7 separate regions of the Mus musculus genome follow, and regions 2, 3, 4, 5, 6 and 7 are each linked to region 1. A link is a contact called in public Hi-C, HiCAR-type and HiChIP or PLAC-seq data. All regions are on one chromosome and are shown on one strand. The core of a region is the stretch at or near the end of the contact, and the rest is flanking DNA. Distances in the headings are between cores, read along the strand shown. Region 1 holds the start of Mn1 (meningioma 1). Region 2 holds the start of Miat (myocardial infarction associated transcript (non-protein coding)). Region 3 has its middle 13 kb from the start of Gm30032. Region 4 overlaps Gm30032 (a long non-coding RNA gene). Region 5 has its middle 27 kb from the start of Gm30032. Region 6 has its middle 71 kb from the start of Gm30032. Region 7 has its middle 84 kb from the start of Gm36794.

The links. Hi-C and Micro-C count contacts between places; a contact is called where the count stands out from the background. HiCAR-type assays count read pairs that join an accessible place to other places. HiChIP or PLAC-seq counts read pairs in DNA pulled down with a chosen protein or histone mark.
Region 2: a contact with region 1 is called in an H3K4me3 HiChIP or PLAC-seq map of forebrain, with 5 times the contacts expected there. The contact joins the promoter of Miat here to the promoter of Mn1 in region 1. A contact is called at or near these places in 4 of 39 promoter capture datasets (the 3T3-L1 cell line, hippocampal neurons and liver), 3 of 15 datasets of contacts at CTCF or cohesin (the NIH/3T3 cell line, embryonic stem cells and large pre-B cells), 22 of 484 Hi-C or Micro-C datasets (the AML12 cell line, LSK cells, adipose-derived mesenchymal stem cells and 10 more), 19 of 115 datasets of contacts at active chromatin or transcription factors (the NIH/3T3 cell line, T-cell acute lymphoblastic leukemia, craniofacial prominence and 12 more) and 3 of 9 other capture datasets (embryonic stem cells, embryonic tail and embryonic trunk).
Region 3: a contact with region 1 is called in a HiCAR-type map of astrocytes, with 7 times the contacts expected there. The contact joins the enhancer-like site here to the promoter of Mn1 in region 1. A contact is called at or near these places in 6 of 39 promoter capture datasets (the 3T3-L1 cell line, embryonic stem cells, frontonasal cranial neural crest and 2 more), 2 of 15 datasets of contacts at CTCF or cohesin (large pre-B cells and stem cell-derived epiblast-like cells), 23 of 484 Hi-C or Micro-C datasets (B cells, the CH12 cell line, astrocytes and 14 more), 19 of 115 datasets of contacts at active chromatin or transcription factors (the NIH/3T3 cell line, SST interneurons, T-cell acute lymphoblastic leukemia and 15 more) and 1 of 9 other capture datasets (embryonic stem cells).
Region 4: an H3K4me3 HiChIP or PLAC-seq map of embryonic forebrain shows a contact between it and region 1, with 10 times the contacts expected there. The contact joins the enhancer-like site here to the promoter of Mn1 in region 1. A contact is called at or near these places in 3 of 39 promoter capture datasets (the C10 cell line, embryonic stem cells and second pharyngeal arch cranial neural crest), 2 of 15 datasets of contacts at CTCF or cohesin (large pre-B cells and stem cell-derived epiblast-like cells), 14 of 115 datasets of contacts at active chromatin or transcription factors (the NIH/3T3 cell line, SST interneurons, T-cell acute lymphoblastic leukemia and 11 more) and 1 of 9 other capture datasets (embryonic stem cells).
Region 5: a Hi-C map of cortical neurons shows a contact between it and region 1. The contact joins the enhancer-like site here to the promoter of Mn1 in region 1. A contact is called at or near these places in 4 of 39 promoter capture datasets (the 3T3-L1 cell line, hippocampal neurons and liver), 8 of 484 Hi-C or Micro-C datasets (cerebellar granule neurons, cerebral cortex, cortical neurons and 3 more), 13 of 115 datasets of contacts at active chromatin or transcription factors (SST interneurons, T-cell acute lymphoblastic leukemia, VIP interneurons and 10 more) and 1 of 9 other capture datasets (embryonic stem cells).
Region 6: an H3K4me3 HiChIP or PLAC-seq map of embryonic basal ganglia shows a contact between it and region 1, with 6 times the contacts expected there. The contact joins the enhancer-like site here to the promoter of Mn1 in region 1. A contact is called at or near these places in 3 of 39 promoter capture datasets (the 3T3-L1 cell line, the HPC-7 cell line and hippocampal neurons), 2 of 484 Hi-C or Micro-C datasets (cortical neurons and uterus), 14 of 115 datasets of contacts at active chromatin or transcription factors (SST interneurons, VIP interneurons, craniofacial prominence and 9 more) and 2 of 9 other capture datasets (embryonic stem cells and embryonic trunk).
Region 7: a contact with region 1 is called in an H3K4me3 HiChIP or PLAC-seq map of embryonic forebrain, with 9 times the contacts expected there. The contact joins the enhancer-like site here to the promoter of Mn1 in region 1. A contact is called at or near these places in 3 of 39 promoter capture datasets (the 3T3-L1 cell line, hippocampal neurons and second pharyngeal arch cranial neural crest), 4 of 484 Hi-C or Micro-C datasets (cortical neurons and uterus), 13 of 115 datasets of contacts at active chromatin or transcription factors (the NIH/3T3 cell line, craniofacial prominence, embryonic basal ganglia and 8 more) and 1 of 9 other capture datasets (embryonic stem cells).

The regions. Positions count from the first base shown.
Region 1 is chr5:111,415,994-111,418,679 of GRCm38.p6, forward strand. It overlaps Mn1 (meningioma 1), which reads left to right and starts at 1,307. Exons shown (of 3, transcript NM_001081235.2): 1 at 1,307-1,670; 2 at 1,826-2,686. The coding sequence starts at 2,173.
Region 2 is chr5:112,227,588-112,230,273 of GRCm38.p6, forward strand. Miat (myocardial infarction associated transcript (non-protein coding)) reads right to left here and starts at 1,361. Exons shown (of 7, transcript NR_033657.1): 1 at 1,022-1,361; 2 at 714-769; 3 at 468-627.
Region 3 is chr5:112,132,532-112,135,217 of GRCm38.p6, forward strand. No RefSeq gene overlaps it. Among named protein-coding and RNA genes, the nearest start is that of Gm30032, 13 kb to the left of the region's middle. Within about 2 kb of position 1,355, at least 54 of the 459 cell types and tissues checked have an H3K27ac peak or open chromatin away from gene starts, as enhancers often do. A contact at or near this core is called in astrocytes, cerebellum, cerebral cortex and 7 more, where this site is marked.
Region 4 is chr5:112,109,017-112,111,702 of GRCm38.p6, forward strand. It overlaps Gm30032 (a long non-coding RNA gene), which reads right to left. Exons shown (of 4, transcript XR_880589.2): 3 at 2,527-2,620. Among named protein-coding and RNA genes, the nearest start is that of Gm30032, 11 kb to the right of the region's middle. Within about 2 kb of position 1,360, at least 29 of the 459 cell types and tissues checked have an H3K27ac peak or open chromatin away from gene starts, as enhancers often do. A contact at or near this core is called in VIP interneurons, embryonic basal ganglia, embryonic forebrain and 1 more, where this site is marked.
Region 5 is chr5:112,092,687-112,095,372 of GRCm38.p6, forward strand. No RefSeq gene overlaps it. Among named protein-coding and RNA genes, the nearest start is that of Gm30032, 27 kb to the right of the region's middle. Within about 2 kb of position 1,360, at least 17 of the 459 cell types and tissues checked have an H3K27ac peak or open chromatin away from gene starts, as enhancers often do. A contact at or near this core is called in cortical neurons, where this site is marked.
Region 6 is chr5:112,048,895-112,051,580 of GRCm38.p6, forward strand. No RefSeq gene overlaps it. Among named protein-coding and RNA genes, the nearest start is that of Gm30032, 71 kb to the right of the region's middle. Within about 2 kb of position 1,362, at least 20 of the 459 cell types and tissues checked have an H3K27ac peak or open chromatin away from gene starts, as enhancers often do. A contact at or near this core is called in SST interneurons, cortical neurons and embryonic basal ganglia, where this site is marked.
Region 7 is chr5:112,028,807-112,031,492 of GRCm38.p6, forward strand. No RefSeq gene overlaps it. Among named protein-coding and RNA genes, the nearest start is that of Gm36794, 84 kb to the left of the region's middle. Within about 2 kb of position 1,360, at least 20 of the 459 cell types and tissues checked have an H3K27ac peak or open chromatin away from gene starts, as enhancers often do. A contact at or near this core is called in cortical neurons, embryonic basal ganglia, embryonic forebrain and 1 more, where this site is marked.

The DNA of each region.
Region 1 (2,686 bases), core at 57-2,556:
TAAACACTTTCTTTTGTGGGGGGGGGGAAGGCATTTTTATACACCGTGCTTAATTTTATTTAGATTTAATAGCGATATCGGGGGCACTTCAACGAAAGTTTTTTTTTTTTCTTTTCCCCTCTTCTTTTAAGAATCCTGGCTTGCCAGCAAAATTGTCTCGCTTTATTTCATGACAAGGAAAATTAAAAGCCTTTCCGCCCCTCCTCCCCTACTTACACTTTGAGAGGAAAACTCGCACACGCATGCTGGCGCTTGGGTGCGCGCGCGTCCACAGAATAAACACCTCCACCTCCTATCACCTCCAACTTCTAACTTTTAATTGCAAGATAGATTTCAGCCTCTACTCCGTGAGGAGTAGAAAGATCTAAACAATTTTAAGTAAGATTATTGGGATAAATATTCCATATGAAATAGGGTAGGTATTAAATCACTCTTATTGATTTTAGTATCACAATCCAATTCCGTTCTTTGACCTCTTCAGTTTAATTGATCTTTTAAGGAGGCCAACTTCGCGCCCTTCAGGGCCTGGGCCTGCCTGCTTGTGGCCGCAGCAAGGTGTCGCCCCCACCCCCGCCCCCACCCCGTGCGCCCTTTGCGCGTCGCTCTCCTCAGGGTTTCGCATTGTCTCGCCTCGTCGCTCCCGCGCCGGGCTCACCCGAAGTGGCTCCACAAAGCGGCCGAGGGTGCGTGGCTTCTTCCCGGTGGAGCCAGCGGCAGAGAACCGGAAGCCGCGGACGGTGGGAGACTAGGGAAGGAGCGAGCCAGTCTCTGGTCGCAGAGACAACCTTACTTCGTGTTTCCCCTCGGCGATCACCTCGTGAACTTGCCAGGGCCGGCTCCCTGGGGCGCTGCCCCGGGCTGCAGCACAGGCGACACTTAGCGACTTTCCCTGGCGCGTCCGGGGACTCTGCCAGGCTACCCCATTGTCTGTGCGCCCCGCACAGCTCACCGCCCACCTCCCCGCCCCCTGCCCACCCCGCAGGTCGCGCTGGCTCCGGTTGGGGGTGGGGAGTTGAGAACAGCGTGAATGGGAAGGGGGCGGACAAAGCCTGGCTCCCGCCGTCGTCCTAGGCTCGCGCCCTCCCCAGCCGGGGGCACCTGGGGCGCACCCCCAACGCCGTAGCGCCGGACCCGGAGTAGCGCGGGTTGGTGGCCGGGCCTGCGCAGCCGGGACCCGGGACCACCTTAAGAGCGAGCCCCGCCCCCGAGCCCGCTCGGGCGGCGCTGATTGGTGCAGAGGTAATGGCTGGAATGGATTGCTGAAACGCAAAACTTGTTGCTGCTTCTCCCGGCGCCGGCGAGAGGCAGACGCGGAGCGGAATCCCGGACCTCGCAGCGCCTCGCCCGCCCCGCGCGCCCTGCTCGCCCGCGCGGCCCATTCCCGGGTCCGAGGGGACCCGTGGAGTGCGGAGGCGGGAACCACAGCTTCGGAACCGCCGGCCCCACGCCTCCCCTCCCGCGCGCGGCCCGAGACTCCCGCGAACTCGCGCGGCGACCGGCGATCGAGCCCGAGCCGCGGAGCCGCGGAGCCGCGCGTCTCCCGCAGCCTGCGTTCCCGCTCCGGCGCCCGCGTCTACTGCTGTGAATCCAGCACCGGCGATGAGGAGCGGAGCAGCCCGTCTTCCGAGCCGCTGAGGCTTTCGCCGCCGATCGCCCGCGGCCGACCGGAGGTGCGGGAGCCGGTGCGGCCCGGGAGCGGGGACTCGGGGCAGGGGAAGGACCAAGGGGCTCCGCTACGGCCCCAGCCGCCGCGCCGCGGACTCCAGAGGTGATCATTCTGCTCTTCCGTCCCCTTCCCTCCCCCCTATCTAACTTTTTGTCTCAGCTCGTCGGCCTCCAGGTCTCCTCTCCGCATACCCACCCGCGACCGTGCCATCGACCCGGGGCATGGGCCCCCCGACAAGGCTCCAGGAGGCGCCGCGGCCTCGCAAGACGTGAGAGGCCCGCTTGGGTCGATTTCGAGGTTCCGAAGAGCAGCGGAGAGAGCTCCTAGCCAGCGCCCGCGCGCTGGGCCGGGCGGCAGTGAGCGCTGCGCCCCGCGGTGCAGAACGTCCCGGAGCGCCGGAACCTCGGCTGAGGCGAGTACCTGGCCGGAGGCGCGCGGCGGAGCAGGCTGTCATGCCCTATTGATCCCCTCCCGCCCCCCCCCCGCCCCCCCCGCCCCCGCCAAGTATGTTTGGGCTGGACCAATTCGAGCCCCAGATCAACAGCCGGCACGCTGGTCAGGGCGAGGGGAACTTTAACGAAGCCGGACTGAGCATGAACGCCCACTTTAAGGCTCCTGCCTTCCACGCCGGGCCTCCTACTGGCCCCGTGGACCCTGCAATAAGCGCTCTGGGCGAACCCCCGATCTTGGGCTTGAACATGGAGCCCTACGGCTTTCATGCGCGCAGCCACTCCGAGCTGCACGCAGGGGGGCTGCAGGCGCAGCCTGTGCATGGCTTCTTCGGCGGTCAGCAGCCTCACCACAGCCATCCCGGAGGCCATCACCCGCACCAGCATCACCCCCACTTTGGGGGCAACTTCGGTGGTCCGGATCCAGGTGCCTCATGTCTGCACGGGGGCCGGCTGCTTGGCTACGGAGGTGCAGCGGGCGGCCTGGGCAGCCAGCCTCCCTTCGCAGAGAGTTATGAGCACATGGCGGAGAGCCAGGGGCCGGAGGGCTTCGGCCCGCAGCGGCCAGGAA
Region 2 (2,686 bases), core at 111-2,610, 810 kb after region 1:
GGCTTCCAGCTTCCAGCAAGTTCTCTCTCTGCCCTCGATCCCTTAGCCCCTCCCTGCAGCAGGTGGGGGCGTTTTCCTGGCGCGACTCCTCTCCGCAGTGGGGTGTGAGCGCCAGCGATCCCCGACGCCTGGAGGCCTGTGCTCGGGAGACTGGGACGAGAGTGGGGAGGCAGGGGTCCCCGGAATCCCTCTGTCCAAGAAATAATCTCGTTCGCGTCCTAGATGAAAGAGGTCTAGACCTTTCCCTCTCAAACCCCCAGCTTCTGCAGAGAGTAGTGTCTCAGAGCCCAGGAGGGTTGAGAAACCGAGCTAGTGAGTTCTAGGGTCACCCCCACACCGTTTTAGAGATGCCATGTGGGCTTCAGAGTCCGTCGTGTCAAACTCAAAAATCTTTGGCTGAGTGACCTTGGACAGGCCGCTAAACCTCTCTGGACCTCCTTTTTCTCGTCTTTAAAATGGGTTCTTACCACCTCGCAGGACTGTTGTGCCAAAGCAGTGACTCCCCAAGGATATGCAAACAGCATCCAGAGCGACGTCGCGATGAGAGTGCAGAGATGCCCTGGGTTTGAGGCTGCGCTGGACGCCCCAGGTCTGGGATAAGGCCCATAAGTGGAGGAATGGTAAGGGCTGGGCGTGTGGAGGAAGGGAGTCAGAGAAACCACCCGCTACCCCACCCTCCATGCCTGGGCGCAGTCCCTATCCCAGAGAGTTACCTGCTAACCTTGTGGGTTGGTGTTGTACCGGAGTCCCCACGCCCATGTGCATCTAGCTGTGGGGGAAGGGAAGGGTCTTTGTTCCCCCTCAGACCGTGACTACCAGACCCTGAGCATCCTCTGTGTTTCCATCCCCATGGTCCATCCACTGGACCCTCACATCTGGTCATTGCGGGTTTGGAGCCCCGTCACCCACTCAGCGCGGGCCACCATTGCCCTGGGACTGTGGGACACCCCACCCCCACCCCGTTGCCCTCCCGAGGATCAGGTGCGCACGGCGGGGAGTGAGAATGGCGACCCCGGCTTACCTCGGCTCCTCCTCGCTCCTGCGGCTGGAGTGCAAAGGGCTCTTTGTGCCCAGCTCTTAACAGAACTGGGGGAGTCCTCCCAAGCGCCTCCCCTCGCAAACTCCTCCCCGCTCTGGTCCGCAGCCTCCCTCCCTACGGCCCCCCAGCGCAACCGGCGTCGTCTTCGCGTTTACTGCAGCGCCCATGAAATTTTAATGCAGGAGCGGCTGGCGGGCGGAGTTGCCGCACCCGGCCTCGGGCGTGGGGGTGGGGTGGGGCACACGAACAAGCACCCATCTTGCGGACCAGGACTCAAGCAAAGAGATGTGGGGTGCACATCTCTCCCGCGCCTCACAAAGGGGCTACTGCGAGCCTCAGCCTCAGCATCCCCCCCCTGCGGCGCTGCCATAGCAACGCTGGCCAGTGGAGAGGCGCGCGACGGTCGGAGGCGCGATCGCGGACCTGGCGCCTAAGCGAGAAGCACTGCCTAGAATCCCAGAAGAGGACCCGGTATCCGTGCTTGGCTCTCAGGGCCGGGGCGTGGTTGCCGAGGAACTCTGTTAGGAAGAGTCCTGGTCAGGGCGGCGGCAAGATTCGAACCCAAGTCTGTGGCAGAGGTCTCTAATTTTGGCATCTGCTCTGCCTGCACTCCTTGGCACCATCACGAGCTTTACAGGGATGCTAAAGAGTCGCTAAAAACCTTGGTTCTGTGATGCTCCAGACCAGCGCCATCCACACCTTTGAGACCATGATGTAATTGTCATCTTCTAAGCCCCAATATAGTGCCGCTGGATCAAAACTTGTGAAATGGGACCACCAGTGCCTCTTCCAGTTGAGGAACCCCTGTGCTAGAACATTCCACCTACTAGTCCTCAGCTTAAATTTCAGCTCGGATCACGCCCTTGACCAGATGTGGCCGTATGGGCATGGGTGTTTCCCCAAACTGGTTCTCTATTCTCTTCCAGTCAGCGGGTTAAGTAGGGGAGAGGCACCCAGCATAAGATGGCCCTTGGGCCCCAAGCTGTTCTCTTCAATAAGCTAGCTCACCTTTTGGGATTTTGTTTGTTTTGTTTTGTTTGTTTGTTAAACTTTTTTTTTTCTTTTTTCCCCCTTCCCTTTCTCCCTCTTGCTCTGGCTCGGCTCCTTCCGGCCCCTGCTCTTTCCAGCCCATAGGTTTTTTTTTTTTTTTATTTGTTTCTCATTACAGATGGTTGTGAGCCACCATGTGGTCGCTGGGATTTGAACTCAGGACCTCTGGAAGACCAGTCAGTGCTCTTAACCACTGAGCCATCTCACAAACCCACCTTTCATTTCTTTTTTTTTTTAAATAAATTAAAACACTTATTTAGTATGATTGGGTGGGCACGCCGTCCACAGTGGGCCTCAGAGGACAACAGAATGGGCTCTCTCACCTCCCACCATGTAAATCCAGGGGGTGGAACTCAGTTGAGGTCAAGCTTGCCAGCATGAGATCTCCCTGGCATGCCCTCACTGCTCACATACAGAGGTGGGGAGGAGGAGGAGGGGGGAGAGGAGGGGACGGGGAGGGCTGCACACAGCCTCCGTGAGGGACCCATGTGAGATTTGAACTCATGCTTCCAGGTTCTGTCATCTTCACATCCTTCTCTCGATGATTCACATGTCCAATGTGCCAGCTGGAGGCCAACAACACAGGATAACTGGGAG
Region 3 (2,686 bases), core at 105-2,604, 720 kb after region 1:
TCCTCTGCACCCTTTGTCCAGAAATCTCTTCTCGGGCCTTTGTTCAAACTCCCCAAATGCCATGGGTGCTATAAAGACAGTTTTAGAAAAGTCGATTACAAAAAAAAAAAAGAAAACTTGATTACACCCACATGTCTGGGGACAGAAGGGAGGTGGCAGCATGAGCCCCAGCATGCCCAGTCTGGGCAGGAGGGCTGTTTCACTGACTGTATTCCTGGCATACAGGGAGGCCCAGAGCCACTAACTTCAATGTAGGCCCAGCACCCCACAGGACCACTCTGCACTCAAGGCTGCCTCTCTCCAGCCTACCTTGAGGCACAGTCTCTGTGAACTCCACTTCCTCATGGGAATCAATATAGGAATCATGAAGATGCCAGGGAACAAAACCCTTCACTCAAGGCCTGGCACACTGCCTGTGCCCAGCCATGGGTCAGTCTGCTGGGGACAAATCAGCCTGGGCTGTGAGCCCAGCTCCATGGTTTTCAGTTACTTAGCAACTTGGGGCAGGTGCCTGTCCCCCTTCCAACCTCAGTTTACCCCTTGTATTCTCCAAATACTCCCTCAGCCCATTGGTGTGGTATTCTATTCTGGGCCCTGGGCGGTTCCTCTCCTAACATTCCAGGCATTGCTGCTACTGTGTGACATATACACATACACACACATGCATGTGTACATACATATAACACATGTGCGTATGTGTAGACACATTACCAAAAAAAGACGATTACATACTTATAACACATGTGCATGTGTACATGCACATACACACACAAACATGTGTACACACACACAAACGTGTACACCAATAGGCACCCATACACACATGCATGTATACATACAGACACACAAACACACATGCACATAGCATGCGTACACATACAAGCACATGCATGTATACACACATACATACATATGTTCATACATACACACACATGCATGTATACATGCATACACACATGCATCCCTCTTCTGAGCCTCCCCTGTCACATTCTCCATCATAGGCCCATCCACAAACCCTTTTCAGTGTCCCCCGGGGACCGGCAGGTGGGAAATGTCATTTTGGATCCATTACTAGACCTCTAAGGCACTTGGGAACAATCAATTGCAAATTCAACTTCCATCTGAGAAGGAGGGGTCGGAGCACAGTCACCAAGGAGCCCTGGGCCTGTGCCCCAAGATGCAGGGTACAGCAGCCCCGGGGGCAGGACGGGGGCAGGTGCCACCACGCCATGTCTTTGGGTTTCCCTGCCTTGGCTGGTTTGAATAATTCATCGATGTTGAGTCTCCTGGGCACCACTGTGCTTGGTGAAAGCACGCCAGCCGCCGCTTGCCTGTTAAGAGGGCCCCCGCCTGCTGCCTTTTTCTGTTAATCAGGATTAATGAGTCAGTGAAGAAGCACACGGACCCTGGGCACAGACACTGGCAGCCAGCTCTCCGGGCACAGCAGGCCTCAGAAACAGCTCCCGCCTGGATGTCCTCGGGCAGTCTTCAGTGGCAGCCATCAGCCTGTGGATAACAAGCCCTCACCCAGCCTGCCAGACCCTAGGCCTCTCTGCTGGGCCCCTAGAGCTCTAGGGACAGGAAAGGAAGAGAGAGGGCCCCAGTGAATTGAGCTTGGCCCTGTGCCCTGGCAGCACGGATGGATAGGAGGGCAGGCTCTGCATCACACACAGTAGGGCCATGGAGACCCTCCCAGCCCTGAGCTGGTAAAGATTCTAAGATGCCAGCTTCCCATAAAAGACGGCTATGGAGACGCCAGAGCCCTCCCCTGTGCCTGGCTCCTTGACAGCTGTCACTCACGCAGAGTACAGGGTACAATGTCCTCTGCGTGTCGCTTGCTGACATGCCTTCCTTTCCAATCCCCTGCCTTGAAATGTTCAAACAAATGGACTCAGGTTACGCCACCAGTGTGTTAAGCGGCCTTGGGCAAGTAACTTAACGTCTCTGGGCCCCCATTACCTACCCAGGAAATGGAGGAAAGTTTGTTTTAAGTATTACTGAGCCAGATTTGGTGGCATAAACCTATGGTCATAGTCCTCAGGAGGCTGAGAAAGAAGAGGAGAATCACCAGCCAGCAGTTTGCTGAGTGCGGCCCAAGGCCAGCGTCTTTCCCAGTCGACAATGTCAAACACAGCTCCGCATGGCTCGTGCTGTCTGCTGCACCACCACTGTGTATGCCAGCGTGGTGGTGTGCAGAGCGGGGCCATGACACCTGGTGCTGGCTAACTGTGCCCTGTCACAGAGAGAGACCTATAGGGGAAGGGAACCAGGGTGTGGCAGATAGCAATACCACATCTATCAAATCCACCCTCAGAGCAAAGGCATGGAGCAAGGGTTTGATTTCCCATTTAAAGTCTGTAGTTGTTAGCTGTTTGTACTGTATCTTACCAAAGTGTCCTTCTGCACTGGATTGGAAATGTTTTACATGCCTACCAGTCCCTTAGCATAGCTAGCTTTGTCTGTGTGTATGGGGCAGGGTGTGTTGTGGATAAACTGGTGTGCACTGGAACCCAGGCACACAAACCCACTGGACTTTGGTTACAATGTTCTCTCTGACTCAAGGGCTGAGCTGGGACCTCAGAGTCTGTATTCACACATGGGCTGAGGTTGGCCCACATTCCATTGCCTGCCCTGCCTTGGTCTAACACAGCTCTACCACAAGAAAGTCTGCCTCCCAATTAACCCT
Region 4 (2,686 bases), core at 110-2,609, 690 kb after region 1:
CTATAGAAAGGAACGTGTGCACAAAGTACTCAGGTATGAGGCATGGTCACCTCTGGGGAAGGTGGAGGTGACATTATCTAGGCCACAGCACCCACTCAGACTTGAGCAGCTGAGGCAGGAACAGCAGCTGGAGCCACACTGTGCCCTGGAACCCACCCCTGACTGGATGGCTTCCATGGCCAATAATACCGATGCTAGCCAGCCTGCCATGTGACAGGGACGTCATCACTCCTGTGTCCCAGCCAACAGTCTGATGACCTCAAATATCAAGCCTTCCCGATTGCCCGTTCCTGAGGGCAGGAGAACCCAACCCATCTGCGTCTTGATGAAGGAGTCATTGGGGTTCATAGGGTTCATAGCAATCCAAAAGCTTAACTGAGTCCCCAGACAACCACCAGGATGGTGACAGAAGAATCGTTCACTACACACATCTCACAAGACATCACTGAAACCTCAAAAAGCTCACACCAGTCGATATTCATTGCACCCAAACTACAGATGAGGAAACCGAGACTCGGTGAGTAGACATCACTGGCAGATTCTGATATCCACGCCAAGTCTCTGACACCAAAGGCTCTCCATCTCCCCAGCCCATCCTCAATTGGTCTACTCTGCTTTCCCTTCTGAGTTCCTACCACACATCCACGCCCACCTGCCACCCAGCCACCTGGCCATCACTGGTAGAGCCAGGATGGGCTGCTGAGTCAGGCTCTGCCTCTGTGTGTGACCTTAGGCAAGTCCATTCACCTCTCTGATTCTTCCTCAGTAGATAGGGAGTGTGAGCAGATCTGCTGAACACAGCTGGGAAGAGCAGGGAATCCTGGGATACCAGATGTTAGCATTTCTTCTAGGCTCCACCCCACAGTTACCTGGCAACAGCCAGGTGTGCTGGCCTCAGTATAAAAGGGGCTGCCTGCCCCCTCCTCAGCCTCTTACTCCCTTACTCCCATTCCCCTCCCCTCCCTTCTCTCTCCATGTTCACGGCCAGCCTCTACTACTCTCCCTCTCCCCCTTCCCTGACCCTTTCTCTCTACCTTTCTCTGTCTCTACTACCCCCTCAACTTCCCTCTCTGTGCCCTAAACTCTAATTCTATACTATGGTACCTCAGGGGAGAGGTGCACACCCACAGAGGCACCCACTTCCCCTGCACCATACCATGCCTCTACCAAACGTATCCCTGGGTTGCCTTTCTTTTTTATAAAACCCAACACCAGAGTCCCCAGGTCTACCCTGGGCCACTCTATGACCCCTCAAGTCTCCTGTCTGCAGCCCTCACTCTTCTGCCTCCCAGCTGATGAATCCAGAACCAGGTCTCATCTATCTGCAGTCCAGTTGTGTTAGGACTAATCTCGCCCCTTGTGGCGAACGGGGCCTCGCCCCAGGCATCACAGCAAACACATCCAGTGCCAGGAGGGTTTGATCATGGGAGAATGATGTCATTTGTCAGCGATGTCCGTCCGTGGTCCACGGCCCGATGCATTTGCATTCGGAGCTGGAAGCAGAAAGACCGGGTAAGATGCAGAGGAGGAAAGGGGGTCTGCCTCTGAGTGACTGGCATGAATTATTTCGACCTAACTTACTAATTAAGACCCTCATTAGCAGCCCAAATTTGTGATAGATAGGCAGAGGACCTGGCACAATGGTTTAATTTAATGATTCCTTGCATTTACTTTGTTAATCATCTTTAGTCTGATTTAATTTATGCCGATGTGACTGTCCTCATTTCTAATTAAGGCACTGATGGTGGGGACACCCGCCATCGCAGAAGAATTTCAATCAAGTCGCGCACAAAAGCAGATACCAGTGCTTACGACCTCCGAGATGGCAATTTGCAAAACCGGCTGCTTGTTGTTTTATTTCTGCCTGAAAGGTTGGGGAGGGTCTGGTCTTTGCCTGGGGCAGATGGTTCTCGCTAACCACAAACCTTTATAACCATCGATTTTTTTTTAAGGCTCTGAAGAAGAAAACAAACAAACAAACAAACAAACAAAACCTTAGCACTTAAGTAAACCTTTCCAGGATTTACACACAAGGGAGCAGGGTCCAGAGAGGTTGAGGGGCTGGCCCAAGGTCACACAGTAAGTTAGCAAGCTTGGGAGGAGATCGTTTTAGAAACACTCTCACATCACCCTCCAAACCCCATGACCACCCACTTGGCAGACACAGCCTGATGCCCACCCAACAAACACACACACACACACACACACACACACACACACACACACACATACCTGACAGCTGCTAAGAGCCTATGGCCTGCCTGGTACTGACTTTCAACTCCCTGTGAATTCTAAGCAGTCCATGGTCTGAGTGTACACCTGATGCATGGGGCTTTCTCATATCCATAAACCATCCACACAGGGCAGTGAAGGACCAGACCCCACCCTGCCAGTCAGGGACATGGGCTCCAGCAGCAGAAGGCTGCCTAAATTCTCACAGCCAAGAAGCGAAGTTTGAACCCAGTCCACATGACTCCAGAGCCCACCCTCACGGGTCACCACTGCATGTCGGCAGCGTTGACATACCTGCTATGGCCAGTGGGTACCAGACTCAGTGAGGTACCTCACCTGATAACCACACTTCCATCCCATCCTGTGCTGAAGGCTCCCAGTCCCAGCCCTGGAAGGCAAGGATCAGAGAAATCATGTGATGTGCCCAAAATTGCACAGCAGGATACCAGTGGCC
Region 5 (2,686 bases), core at 110-2,609, 680 kb after region 1:
CAAGCTGAGTTCAATCCCTGGACCCTACATAGAAAAGGGAGAGAGTCTGATCTTGCAAATTGATCTCTGGGAACACTGAAGAAGGGTCTGCTCCTGGGGTACTAGGCACCCAAAGCCAGTATAACCAAAGATCCTCCCTGTGCTGTGTGAGCCTCTCTCTAGTCAACTCCCTCTATGCAATGAGCTAGTTATCCAACTAGTTACAGCTCAGGGTTCCTATCTCCACTTGAAGTGACATTGGGAGATGTTGGGATGGATTCTGACATATGAATGTTCAGCCTCCACCACCGTCCATGCCCATCTGTGACACCTCTCAGGATCGAGGAAGAATGGAGAGACCCTGGTTGATCCTGGTTCCCTCATGCCCTGTATCCTCTCTCTCCTACAGCCCCAGCAGTATCACTCTGAGGTCAAAGGTACTTCCTGGTGTCACCTTACATCTGAGATGGCCTGGAACCTGGCCAGAGAATAGGGAGGAAGCCTTGCCCCTCTTAGAGGAGGTGGGATGATTTCATCCAGAAGCAAACTAGTAGGACACAGGCAACATCACACCAAATACAATAGAATCAGGACAATTCCTACCACTGTGACGGCTCACACATGAGGTTCATATCTAAGAATGTGGTCACTGAGCCTGGGCTCCCATCTGATCCAAAGGTCAAGGGCAGTCATCCCACCATCTGGTAGAGACCAAGGCCCACTGGTCAAACACCTTTGGTTACACAATGAGCTAACAGTGCCCCACGGTGCACCAGCCACAGAAACGGAAAAGGTATAGGGTGGGTGTCCAGAGCCATCAGTAGGAGGTAGCATGAGCCAGATGGGCACTGGGCTGGGATCTGGAAGAAGGGTGGAAAGGCTACAGAACAGATGAGGACTGACAGAGAAAAGAGGGAGCTATTTCCTGTGTGGTCACGTGTAAGTAATCTGACTCAGTTTCTTTACAAGTATGAAGAGAGCATTGACATCGGTGAGCATGCCGTTGTTACCAAGCCAATAATTCAAAGTATGGGAACTTGGCCTGGAACACAGTAAGTGCTCAATAAACACACAACATTTGTAGGTGGTTTTTAACGATGGCAGAGACAGCCTTGGAAGGCTGCTTGCTGGCTGACAGCACTCACGTTCCCAGGTGCAGAAACGGACCCTTAGGGGAGAACCGAGCTTCAAACAAGATCCAAGCTCTGTGTGCTTAAGGGTTCCTGGAGATGGCAGTCCCACCCAAGTTCAGCGAGCCGAGATCTGTGAGTAGAAAGGCAGTCAGCCTGCGCATCATCCTGGCACGCCACCGCAACCCTCCCAAGTTTGCTTCTCCATCCGTCTTTGCAAGTGTGCTTTCCGCTCGTGTGAATGAAACCCACTAAGTGGCATAGTGGCTGCTCTAATTATAGGCTCCTCAGCCTGAGCCAAGAGGAAGTCAGTTAATGTACACTTGAGTGGATTTCAAATCAGATTTTGTGAGTCCCCAGCAGGAGGAAAGTGGGCCAAATTCTCCTCCAAAACAGCGTAGCGGGAAGAGCTGGCACCCAGAGACTTCCCGGCTCCTGGCTGCTGGAGCAGGTGCCACGGCTTCCCAGGCTGCACACAGCAACCCCGACTGTACCTTTCCCCTGGCCCAGGCCTTTTCCAGGAGCTGGGAAGATGGAGGGAGGGGAAAGCCATTGGAGATTGTAGGCGATCCCCTGGAAACTCCAACAGCTGTTGTTGAGCCTGGCCCAGCCTCCTCCTACTCCCTTGGGTTTCTCTGGGTTATACCAGCGATTCCTAAAAGGATCCTCTGAGTAAGGGACCACAATGCTGATCCTACAAACACTCAATATGTGTCCTCCGTTTATTCTGTTGCATTGTAAAGATGGGAAAAGATACGAGTATACCCCTGGCTCCAACCGGAAACAAGCCATTCTCAGGTACCCTTGTTCTCCAGTGGGCAGGGACAAGCCAGTCCAATGTTGGGTATTCAGGAACTTCCTGGAGAGGAGGCACTTGCTCAACATGCCTTGCTTGGGCTTCTTTCTCATACAACCTGGGACCATCTACCCAGAGGCAGCACCATCCCCAGCGAGATGAATCCCCATATATCCATCATTAATCAAGAAAACGCCATATAGACACGCCCACAGGCCAATCTGATGGAGGCATTTTCTCAACAGAGGTTCCTCTTCCTGGATAAGTTTGTGTCAAGTTGACAAAAAAAAAAAAATCAGCATAGAAAGAAGAGGAGAGGGGAGAGGAGGGGAAAGAAAGGGAGGGAAGGGCAGGGGAGGGGAGAAGAGAGGAGAGGAGGGAACGGAGGGAAGGGTTGGAAATTCGCAGTCTTTGGTGGAACCAAAATGACCAAAATAAAGACTTGTGAGTTTTTTTAATCACCACCACCATCATCATCATAAAGTGTGTTTACATGGCTGCACACGTGACAGAGGACATCTCTGTGGAGTGAGTTCTCATCTCCACAGAGGCTCTGAGACTCAAGCTTCAGCCACCAGGCTTCAAGGCAGTGTCTTTACTTGCTGAGCCATCTCACTGGCCCCGGACACATGGTTTTAAACATTGTGGGAATTCAGTCAGAGCTCGGCCTAGAACACTCACGATAATCGTTCTATAGCACCGGAGACAGTTCAGGAAGTTCTCTGTTTTATGGCTCCTCTCAGTAACCGTGGCTACAATCACACAGAAATAATGAATCCAA
Region 6 (2,686 bases), core at 112-2,611, 630 kb after region 1:
TTTTTTGTGGAATTTTGCACTTGAGTGTGACAGTGCTTTTTCCTCTGAGTCTCCTGTAGCCAGTCAAAATATGTTTTGCTAACTCATGGTCTTGTGGAGTTTCTCAGGATCAAGGAAGTCATAAACCCAGGCACCGGGCTTTAATGATGAGGAGTCAGTGAAAACGTATTGCTCTCAAACACAACTTTTGAGTATCGCCCTTTCTCTGCCCTCCCAGCTCTGTTTCTCTTGCCCCACCCCTGTGTGTGTTTCTCTTCCTCTCTCCCTCTCTTCCCTTCCCTGTTTCTTGCTCCTTCTCCCCTACCCTCTCTCCTCTTCCTCCCTCTCTCCTCTTCTTTCCTCTCTCCTTTCCCCCTCTACTCCCTCTCTCCTCCCCCCTCTCTCCTCTTCCTGCCAAGGGGACCAAGAGATAAGCAGTGTTCTACAGAGGCACAGTCCCCAAACACCCAGGGAGTGTCTGCACCTGCGGGTTCCAGTCCGGGAGGCACTGGAGTCTGCTGGAGGCAGAAAGCAAGGATGAATATGGATCAGAGCTTTCTGCCATAGCATGGTGGGAGGAGGTCTAGATCTGCAAGTAGATAGCGGGCTGCCTATTTGGTAGCTTCAGTGAACTTTAGGTAGGGGCAGTCCTGGGTTACCCACTGCCCATCTGTGCTAGCTACTTTTATGTCAACTTGAGACAAACCTAGACTAATCTGGAAAATGGGAATCATAACTGAGAACTTTCTCCATAGGACTGGCCTGTGGGCAAGGATATAGGGTATTTTCTTGATCGATGATTGATGTGGGAGGGAGGGAGCAGCCCTCTGTAGATTACGCCATCCCTGGGTAGGGAATCCTGGGTGGTATAAGAAAGCATGAGCAAGCCATGGGGAGCATGCCAATAAGCAGCATTCTTCTATGGTGTCACTTCATCTCCTGCCTCCAGGGTCCAGCCTTGAGTCCCTGCTGACTTACCTCAGTGATGAACCATGATGCAGAAAAGTGTAAGGTAAAATAAGCCCTTCCCCTTCACAAGTTGCTTTTAGCCACCATGTTTCAGCACAGCAACAGAAACCCCAGCTAAGTAAGTAAGGCTCAGGATGACTCAGCGCAGGCTGACTCCCGGTTGAGGACAAGGCCCCCCAGGTGGTAGAATCCTGGTAAAGTGAGCAGGTGGGTGGGGTCGTGCTGGGATCCAGCTGGTTTGCCCCTGTCTGTAGAAACCAGCTGATCTGGAAAGAGCAGTCTATCCCCAGGCCCAACAGTCCCCAAGATGCCAAAACACAGAAAATAAAATTACGGTTTAAAAACCCTAGTGAATACTTCCCAGTTCCCTGTCTCCGTTCCTCTTTCCTCCGCCCATTCTGATTCTCTCCTGCCTCTCAGAGACTTGCAAAGAGATCTTAATCACGTGCACTCAAGCGGTTATAAAAGAGCTGAGAAAGATGCCCGGGAAGGGTGGAAGAACATCAAGAGCCACCAGGGAAGGAGAACCCCACTGATGGGCGACTAGATGCAGTTTCTGTCCACCAACGAGAAGCCCCATCCCTGCAGATCTGTGTACAGCATCCCTCCCCTGCTCTGGTACTGGTATCTGCCCGATCCCCAGACCTTCCACCGTCCCATGGGTTGGCTGTTTTACCCAGACCTAGAATTACCCAAATCCCCTTAAATACATGGTTGCAAATGAGGACGGTGGGGTGTGGGGGGGAGGGCAATAATTGTGACAGTAACTCACAGGGCCAGGCCTGACACGTCTCTAATTGCCTGCTAAAATTGTCGCTGTCTCCTAAAGTGCAAATTATCACCCGAAATGACAAGAGTAATGAATGAGGGGACTCTGATGTAATGCAACAATTAGCCCTCAAAGACACTGTCTAATGCGGAGAGGCAGGGCTCCCACTCCTCGTTATTAAGTGCCTGATAATTATTTAATTATCTATCTGCCAGCATGATTACTTGGTTTATTTAGCTGCAGATGTGGGCAGGAGCGTTAGGGTTTAAGGTCAGAGGAAGCCACCCCAACGCCGGCCACCACCTAGGCAGCTTGGGTGTTAGGGGCTACTCCTTGTCTGACACCCCTAAATGGCTCTGGCAGCCTGAACGCAGGGTCAGAAAATTGTTCCTTCTTCATACCCGGCTCTGACTCAGAGGCTGGGGCCCTGGAAGACCAGCGCTGAGGAGCTCGGTGTTCCTCATTGTAGGCAGGAGGACATGACTATCCCCACCAACCTGACTGGTGCTTCCCCCAAGCTGGGCACAGGGCCAAGTCTCACAGCAGAGTAAGCTCATGTCATCATCTTCATGTAAGGAGACAGTGAAAGCTGGAGAGGAGAGCAGGAGAGAGAGAGAGAGAGAGAGAGAGAGAGAGAGAGAGAGAGAGAGAGAGAGAGAGAGAGAGAGACTCTCGACCAAAGTCCCAGGGTAAGTGGAAGGTTGAGTGATCTAGGGTCCTCTCACTATCCCAGAACCACTTGGCCAACAAGAGGGCATCGACACATGGGTGGGTCCAGGCTTATGCTTGGCAGAGCATGGGTGAGGACTGGAGAGGGTCAGTACCCCCTCTTTCATATCACAAAATTAATGATGGGCAAAGAAGGAAGGGACCTGACCCATCTGCCCATTGGAGGGTGCTCCAGGAGGAGACACTGTGGGCTGTTCGAGGGGCTGGACACCAGCAAAGGTGCCTAGGAATTATAAAGGT
Region 7 (2,686 bases), core at 110-2,609, 610 kb after region 1:
CCTCTCTCTCTTCCTGTCCCCGCTTCCGAGTTCTTCCTCTGTGCCTTCCTACTTCCTTCCCAGTAACTTGAGGACTTCGTACAGACACATGGGCTGCAGTGTGAGCAGCTGATATATGAAGACACCATGAACACAGAAGAGCCGGGTGTCCACATGTACAGGATGGGGCTAGACCCACCCCTACTTCTCACTGGCTCAAGTCAGTCCTGAGACAGAAAAACAGCTAGAAAAAATTATCAGGATGGGGGTGCAGACCATGGGGCAGGGGGTGGGGAATATGACGTCAGGCACCCGCAGTAAGTGGGAAATTATGCTAAGAATTGTCTGCATGGCGACACAGTCGCAATGGGAGAAACGGGCCTCAGCATTGCAGAGATTGCTGATTGGCTCGCCTCTGCCTTCTCAGATCCCCAGGACTCAACGGAGTCAAGAACTAAGCAGCTCTGTGGCAAGCCCATGGCCCCAGCCCTAAAAACCTCACCACCACTTTATTCTTAGCAAACCCACCAGTTTCCAAGTTCCCATATCAGGTAGGAGCCAACTGTGCTGTCTCAGGTGACTTGTGCAACTACTTTGAACCTTGACTTTCTCTCTTGGAGCTATTAGGAATTCCTGTGAGGTTCATGGCAAGGAAGCTGCCCTGCCACTGTGCAGGTCCTACCTGTAAGAGCCTTCATTATCATCAGCCTGTCCTGTGACCACTGACCTGAGTCCCTGACTCTCTTCTCCAAAAGACCAAGAAATGTCTATTAACAGAAGGCAGGAAAACAGGCAGGCACAGATAAAGAAGTAAATTGGATCCCTCCCTACAAGCCATGTGACAATATCAGCAAGGCACAAACAATACTCAGCCTAGCAGGCATGCCTCTATCCCAGAAGCCTCTGGGCCACGAGCCTGAGACAGGCAAAGCCACATAGCATCATCCAACATCACCTGCTTTGCCAAACAGGGCACCAGGGTCTGGAGGCAGGAGACAACTCAAATGGGAAGAAGCAGAGACAGGATTTGAACTACAATCTCTCTATAGATTTTACCCGATGCCTCTTGTGCAGAAACCAGCTGTACATACCAGCTATAGTAGGTGCTTAGGAAACCTGCCCTCTCCACACCCCTCCTTCTGCTCTTTCCCCATCTTTCAGCACAGGGACTAGCAGATCTTCCCACGAATCCAGAAGAGACTGCTAAAATATCACTAACCCCCATCCGTCTCTCAGGGCCTGCCTGTATCCTCGAGTCCCTGATACATCTCCTGCCTTCCCTGAAAGGCTTGGGAATCCAGGAAAAGCAGGGACCACTCCTGGCAACGGGCCTCCTGCCCGTCCCGTGGTTGCCATGGCAACAGTGCCAGCATCCATCTTCTTCAAGTCCCTCTTCCCGGCTCTGCATCCCTCCCTCTCCTGTCACGTCAGATGAAGGACAGGGGCTGAGACCTAGCCACGGAACTGCGGAGGAGCAGAAGGAGAGGACGGCTATAGACAGAGCCATGTCAGGCTCAGACAGGGCTGGAGGAGGTTCTGGGTCCCCACCAGTCTGGGAAACTTCATTCCTTTCAGTGTCTTCTTGGACACACAATGCACATCAAACACTGTGCTGAGGGTTTTTGCATCCACTGCCCTACTTCAAATTCAGCATAAATGGAGGGTCTTCCTATGGGAGGCTTGCTTTTCTCTTCTTCCTTCAGCCCACTCTAGCTGGCCAGGCCCACACTACACCTCTTGCATCTCAACAAATCTTACACTGTTTGAAAAACTGTCCTCCCCCAAGCACTCCCCTTCTCTGTTTTTTGTTTTGCTTTCTTTTGTTCTTGTTTTTCAAGACAAGAAAGACCTCACAATACAGCTCTGGCTGGCCTTGAACTTGGAGATCTGTCTACCTCTGCTTCCCAAAAGCTAGGATTAAAGGTGTAGCCACCACCACTGACCTAGATTTGTTTACTTTTAATTGTCTCTGTGTGAGTCAGTGCACATGTAGACATGAGCACAGATCTCCCGGAAGAGGGCATCAGATCCCTTGGAGCTGGAGTTACAGGCAGTTGTGAGCCACCTAATATGGGGAGGGAGAGAGTTGGGAGTTGAACCCAGATCCCCTGCAAGAGCAGGGAGCATTCCTCACTGCTGAGCTGTCTGCAGAAATGGCCCCACCTGTCTAACTGCAAATCCCAAGTCTTCCAGTGGCACCAGGAGGCTTCTAAGATTGATCTGATGCAAAGAAATGAGGTTGTGCCGGGCAGTGGTAGCACACACTTTTAATCCCAGCACTTGGGAGGCAGAGGCAGGTGGGTTTCTGAGTTGGAGGCCAGCCTGGTCTACAGAGTGAGTTTCAGAACAGCCAGGACTACACAGAGAAACCCTGTCTTGGGAAAACAAACAAACAAACAAACAAACAAACATTTAAAAAGGAATGTAGGTTGTGCATAACAGTGTGATTGTGAAGTTGAGAGGTATATGCAAGGGCGGAGGCTTCATACTATCAAGGAACAGACAGCTTGGTCTGTGGCCTCTGGGTGCCCCTTAACCTCTGTTAACAGGTCAAGAATGCAGGCACGGACCCAGGAGGACCAACCACACTGATGGTAACTTCCCAAGGAGACGTGAGCCTGCCACACCAGGAAGCTCCCAACTGGCAGGACATTTACAGATCACCTTTTCAACCCACCCCACAGATTGGAAAACAAAACCCAGATCA